Regions from separate parts of the Macaca mulatta genome. Here region 2 is linked to region 1. Evidence: chromatin contacts called from public Hi-C data. All regions are on one chromosome and are shown on one strand. The core of a region is the stretch at or near the end of the contact, and the rest is flanking DNA. Distances in the headings are between cores, read along the strand shown.

What was found. Hi-C and Micro-C count contacts between places; a contact is called where the count stands out from the background.
Region 2: a contact with region 1 is called in a Hi-C map of fetal cortical plate, with 2.5 times the contacts expected there. The contact joins the promoter of BLOC1S6 here to the promoter of AFG2B in region 1. A contact is called at or near these places in 3 of 14 Hi-C or Micro-C datasets (CD4 T cells, fetal cortex germinal zone and fetal cortical plate).

The regions. Positions count from the first base shown.
Region 1 is chr7:22,715,109-22,718,189 of T2T-MMU8v2.0, reverse strand. It overlaps AFG2B (AAA ATPase AFG2B), which reads right to left and starts at 1,808. Exons shown (of 8, transcript XR_013395541.1): 1 at 681-1,808. It overlaps LOC144329856 (a long non-coding RNA gene), which reads left to right and starts at 1,903. Exons shown (of 4, transcript XR_013395552.1): 1 at 1,903-2,064.
Region 2 is chr7:22,911,897-22,915,029 of T2T-MMU8v2.0, reverse strand. It overlaps BLOC1S6 (biogenesis of lysosomal organelles complex 1 subunit 6), which reads right to left and starts at 1,761. Exons shown (of 7, transcript XR_013395561.1): 1 at 1,612-1,761. It overlaps LOC144329861 (a long non-coding RNA gene), which reads right to left and starts at 2,924. Exons shown (of 2, transcript XR_013395562.1): 1 at 2,786-2,924; 2 at 1,872-2,079.

The sequences.
Region 1 (3,081 bases), core at 559-3,058:
TGAACTAACTAAAAGAGTGTAATTATCATTTCTCTTTTGAATCCTATCACAAAATAGAAATATCAGTCACTAAATTTCAAGCTATTCTTTAGCATTCAAGTCAATTTAGGACCAAAGCTTATAAAATAGAACAGCTCTGAATATTCAACCTCCCTGACAACTCAGGGAGCAGTTGTGGGTACTTTCTCAATTGTGGGATAGGGTGCTGGTGTTATGACAAGGAATGAATAAATCCAGAAGAGTTAATGCCTGCTTCCATTTAGTTCTTCCCCGCCTTCTCCCTTTTTATTTCAACACACTTACTTCTTGAGGTTATCCTTCTTTAAATTCTCATTCCAAAACATGAGTTTAACATGCTTGTAGGTGACCAAAATTCTCTTAAGAATTAACATTACTGATTATAGGACCTGCACAAAATTAATCCGTAATGGCCACCCCGCTTCCCAAAACAATTAAGACTCTGGGGAAATACAGGTCCTGACAATCTGACTCTGGGGAAACACGGGTCCTGACTCACAGATCATAGATGGGCAGAGAATGTGTTCTTTGCATTGCAAAGCGCCCCACTCCAACCTCACCGATGCTCAAACCTAAGAGACAAACGCCTCCGGGGCAGCCAACTAGTGCCAGAAAAGGCCGAGGTTCCACCCACAGTGGGCGAACCCGCCAAGCCCATTCACCTCTCGGTCAAATCTCCCGGGTCTACGCAGCGCTGGATCTAGAGCGTCCGGCCGGTTGGTGGCTCCCACAACCACGACCTCGCGGTCCCCACTTGCGCCGTCCAGCAGCGTCAACACCTGGGCCACTACGCGGCTCTCGGGTGCTCGACCGCCCCGCCGGGGACACAAAGCGTCCACCTCGTCCAGGAAGAGGAGGCTGGGCCCGCGGCTGGCCAGCTCCCGGGCGCGCTGGAAGACCCGCCGCACGTTCTCCTCGGTCTCCCCAGGCCGGGAACCCTGCAGCGCGGGGGCGCTGACTGCCAGCAGCTCCGCGCCCGCCTCGCGCGCCACGGCCCGCACCAGCTGGGTCTTGCCCACTCCGGGGGGCCCCGCCAGGAGCACCCCGCGGGGCACCGCTAAGCCCAGCGAGGCCAGGGCGCGCGGGTAGCGGAGCGGGAAGTGGAGGAGCTCCCGCAGCGAGTCGGCCGCCTCCGAAAGACCTCCCAGGGGCACCTCGGGCTGCGGCTGGGCTTCGGACGGAGGTTCCCCGCCAAGGCCGACGCCAGTGTGAGGGGTGACCAGCCCAGCGGGATCGGGACTGGGCGTTCCGCCGACGATGTGCAAGGCAGCCACCGGGCCAGGAGCGCCCGGCGGAGCGACCACCACGTGGCCCAGGGAGACCGGTCGGTTTCTCAGCAGCTCCTGCGCCGCCTCCAGCACCGCGGCTGTATTCGGGGCACCAGGCGCGCCCGCCAGCTCTCGCAACACCGGCCACACGGAGACGCGCCGCAGGGGCGGACAGGGCACTAGGAGGAGGTGGCTCAGGCTGAGACTCCTCCGGGATCTCGGCGCCCCGACCGCCGCCCCGGGGCTGGCGCACAGCGGGTCCAGCTGCACAAAGCCGTTCGCTCCGTCCCGCCGAGGCCAGACAGTGCAGAGGCAGGAGCCGCCGTCGGGTAGCGAGATCTTCACTGCTGAGCCCAAGCGCGCGCCCAGGGCGTGGAGGGCGGCCGGGCCCAGGCGGCAGCGCTGGGTGCCCCGGTCTCTAGCGTCTAAGGGTAGCAGCTTTAAGAGAGGCCCTTCCGGGAAGGGATCCGAGTCCGGAGCCATTGCACACAGATCAACCAGGCATAAGAAAAGCAGAGCAGGAAATCCACCCGGCCCACAAAGAGTGGAACACCGAGCTCGCAGGCCGGAAGCAGATGGCGCGCATGCGCTAGGGAAGACTGCGTTGCCAGCCGCTGAGTGAAGGCCGAAAGGGCCAATGGGAACATTAGACGACGCATTTGTCCCTGGGTAGAGCGTTGGTGTCCGCTTTCGTGAAATCGAGTTACCCACCCTAGAGCTTTGTTGAGATGGTCTTCATTACAGGTGTCTAGGAGGCGGCGTAAGCTAACTTCACTAGGTCATTAAGCATGTACTTTGGTGGTTACTTATATTTTGGAAGTCACCGGCGTTACATTCTGTTTTCCTGGCCTTCGAACTGGAGCATCAGTACTGCCGCTGTTGGAATAGCAACCTAGAGACTTTGCTATTTTGTGAACAAACTCCACCTATCCTCATGGGCACCGAATTTTGGGTGCTCTGGTGCAAATATCTGAGGTGACTTGGCGTAACTGAGAATACAGCCTTGGGGCCTTCGATAATCGGCGTTCCAATCTGGGAGGTCCAGGCACAACCCTTCCTATGGAAAAGCACCAGCATAGTGGGAGGGAAGCACACTGTGGCACTTAAAATCCCTTGTAGAGAGGAAGGAAGAAAAACTAGGTTACTTGATGGATTTGAAACACACTAATAGTATATTTATTCTGATTTCTGATATTCTTTTGAATATTATTTGGCAACAAGTTATCTCTACTTAAGTTCATGCGATCAATGCTTGCTCTCTAATTGGGGCACAACAGTGTTGAGTCCTGTATTAGAGGCGATACCTATCTACATTATTAAGACAACTGCCTGCTATTTTTTTTTTTTCCACCTGCTTTCTGCCTTTCCTCTCCCTTTCGCACAGGGAATTCCTTTTTATCAGCTGGAATACATTTTCTATCCTTCTTAATTGCCTTATAAAAAAGAACTATGGATATTCAAAGACAAGAAGATACACCTTGTTTTTATTTGACTTACATCTTCCTATCTCTATTTTTCCCACTTTCACCGCAACCCAAATTTGTGAGTTGACAAAACTGATATTTTAGAGTTCTTAAGTTGCTGGGGAAGTTTGTTTGTTTTTTCTATCTATGCAAATAATCAATTACAGACTGTGTAGTAATATCTTATCAATGGGAAGTACTTTCAGATCTGGGATCTTAAGACCAATGCCGCCGGGCGCGGTGGCTCAAGCCTGTAATCCCAGCACTTTGGGCGGATTACTAGGTCAGGAGACGAGACCATCCTGGCTAACACGGTGAAACCCCGTCTCTAC
Region 2 (3,133 bases), core at 512-3,011, 200 kb before region 1:
AACCAGTCCCCCATAGATGGATTATTTAGGTTATTTTCACTTTTTGCTATTTCAAACAATGCTGCAGTGAGCTTCCCTGTTTATCTGTATATTTGTGTCACTTTCCGTAGTATAAATTCTTAGAAGTAGACTGTTGGGACAAAGAGTTTATGCATTTTTTAAATAGACATTGCCAAACTGCCCTCCTAAGAAACTGGCACCAATTTGCACTCCCACCAACAATCTGTGAGGACTGTTTCCAAATGGGGAAGAAATCTGTGGCAGGAGTGGAATGGATGCAATATGGGTAAAGAAGGCAGCATGAGGAAAGGCTGGAATACAATACAGGCTTCTTCTGGAGACGCATGGAGCATATGCAGCATAGCAATAGCGAGCTTATTTAAGACCATGTGGAAGGTCAGTAAGGGCCTCTAACTGCCAAGTTAACGGTTTGGAGCTTTGTTAATAAGTAGTGAGGAGCTATTTAAGGTTTCTGAGTACAGGAATGACATGACTGAAGCTTTATCTTGGGACAGTGATGTGATAGCAGTGGGACAGATGCGTTGAAAGAGTAAGACTGGAGGTGAACTAGCCTTTCAACGGCTGTTTTAAGGGTGAAATTACAAGGAGATGGAATTGTATAGGAGAATCCCTTAGAGGTGGAAGGAGAGAAAGGAAAAAGTCCAGAGCATTTTCAAAGTTTCAAGTCAGAGTAACCTACCACCATTAACAGGATGAGACACGTTTTCATTTATGTACATGCCTTACTGTGAGATTAGTGCAAAACAGCCACGTCAAAGTATCCAGCTAGCAGATGGAGAAGCACACTAGAGTAAACAGAGGCCCAAGTTTCAAATACATACAAGGAAGTCACATTTATAGAAGCGACTTATGAAAGTGTGAAGAGATCTTTGAGGAAAAGCATGAACAGGAAAGTGCTGAGAGCACTATTTGGGGGTAACCCCTATATTTCTGAAACAGGAGGTAAAACAAAAAGCATATACAAAGCCCTGCAGCCTTTCTCATCTAGGGCCTCATCTGAATCAGAGAACACAGAAAATGCTCTGAGTGACCATTTTCTCACTTCTCCCAAGGATGGTACATAAATAGTACCATTTTGGGTGCACAGCAAGTTAATTCATTCCATTCAATGGATGCCTTAGGGCATTAGAGCTTAAATCCCTCCTGGAACTCGGTCGAGAAGACTGCTGCAGGAATAGGGATGAAGCAATTATCACCAAGCAGACCACGCATTTCATGAGTGGTCAATATTATAGGATACGTCACCTCTCTGAATTATAAGCTGATCATCTTTCTGGTAAATCCATCCCCCACCACTGCCGTATGAAAAATAACTAATGACGTATCGGAGTCAGAAACTCAGAATGGCTTCACCATCATCCGCCTCCAATTGCAGCCCAATACAAAGCTTGCCCTCGGGACTTCAGTTCTGCCCATTGCGCTGGGTAGAGGGGCCAGCGCGGTTCCCCATTTCTGCACTAGGGGCAGAGCCCGGCGGCCGTAGCTGCCAAAAGCCGCCTACTCCCTCACGGTTTCTCCGGAGTCCTACCCATTCCGGTCCCGGCCCCTCACACCCAGCCCGGGCCGCGCTTCCTACCCGACAGTACGTACCAGGGGTCGGCTCCCCGGCCTCCAGGCAGTAGGGTGGCCGTGTCAGGGCCCCGTCCGGAGACGACGGCCCAGGGACACTCATGTCCCTCCAGCTGGGAACAGAGAGAAGGGGCAAACGTGTGGCCCGTCAGAAGCAAGGAGGCACCTAACGACTCCAGTGTCTGGCCGGACAGAAGAGACTGTCGCACCCGGAAGTGACGGAAGCTAAAAACTGCAGGCTTCGGTCACGCGCTCGAGAGTTGGCTCTGCCCCATGGCGTTGTGGGGACCCCGCGCTGATGTCGTCGTCTGGCCCCGGACGCAGTGTCAACGGACTCAGCAGTGCGGGGCTCGAGGCCCTGCGACCCGATTGGTGGGAGCTGAGGGAGGACGGTGGCGGGTTTGGGCTGCTCACCGGGTGGGTCACGAAGACCGGAAGAGCGTTGTCTTTGTTGGACGCGGGCGAGCAGTCAGGCTTTGTTCACTGAAGCTAGGGAGAAAACAGGACTTTCAGCCTTCACGCGGGACAGCTTTTTAGTGTTATCTCCCTGTTTAGGGAAAAACTTAAGAACAGGGAGTGCGCGCTTTCCCTGCGGTTTGGACCATTAAAAAATTCGATGCCTAGGTCTCTGCGAGCCTCAGCCTTGCTAACTACGGTTTTGCCACTATTCCGGTCTCCCCTTGTTAAGTGTAGATGAAAGATTTAAGCCCTCCGTTGCAGCAGCTACTGAACAAATTCGACCAAATTATCAGAAACTGCACTTGCTGAGATCCTGTGGAATGATCTCATGAATTCTGTTGGAAAACACTTAGAAAAGGGCATATAGACAGCTTTGGACCAAAGAAAACGATTTAGCTCTGCCACCTCTAGCTTATACCCTCTCATCTCAACTGTAATGGTGGCCTCCTGATGTTGCTCCCCAACTATGCCTGTTCAGTTTTCTCAGCTGCAACCAAAGCTTACTTCAAAAAAATAAGAATTTGCAAGCCTCAGAAACGTGCACTGGCTCCCCATTGCCCTTATCAGTGCATTCACACCCTTTCCTCTTTGGGCCTCTTTTCCTCTTAGTATTAGCTCCTCCTTATTACCCATGGTAGGCAGAATAATAGCCCCTCAAAGATGTCCACAGCCTAAACACCAGAAGCTGTGATTGTGTTAGCTTGCATAGCAAATGGGAATTAAGGTTGTTAATTACCTGGTGTTGAAATAGATTATCCTGGAATCGCTTTAACCAGGGAGGCAGAGGTTGCAATGAGCTCCACTGCACTCCAGCCTGGGCAACAGGGCGAGACTCCATCTCAAAAAAAAAAACACATTATCCTGGATTATTCCAGTGGGCCAATTGTAATCATAAGGGCCTCCAAAACTGCAAAAGAGAGTCAAGAATGACCAATAACTATGAAGAATGATTAGAGAGATACAACATTGTTGGCTTTGAATATAGAGGAAGGGAGCCTCCAGCGTTGTGGGTGACCTCCGGAAGCTGGAACTGATAAGGAAACATTCCCCCGAAGCCTCTCTAATGCTCTGATGACACCTTGAT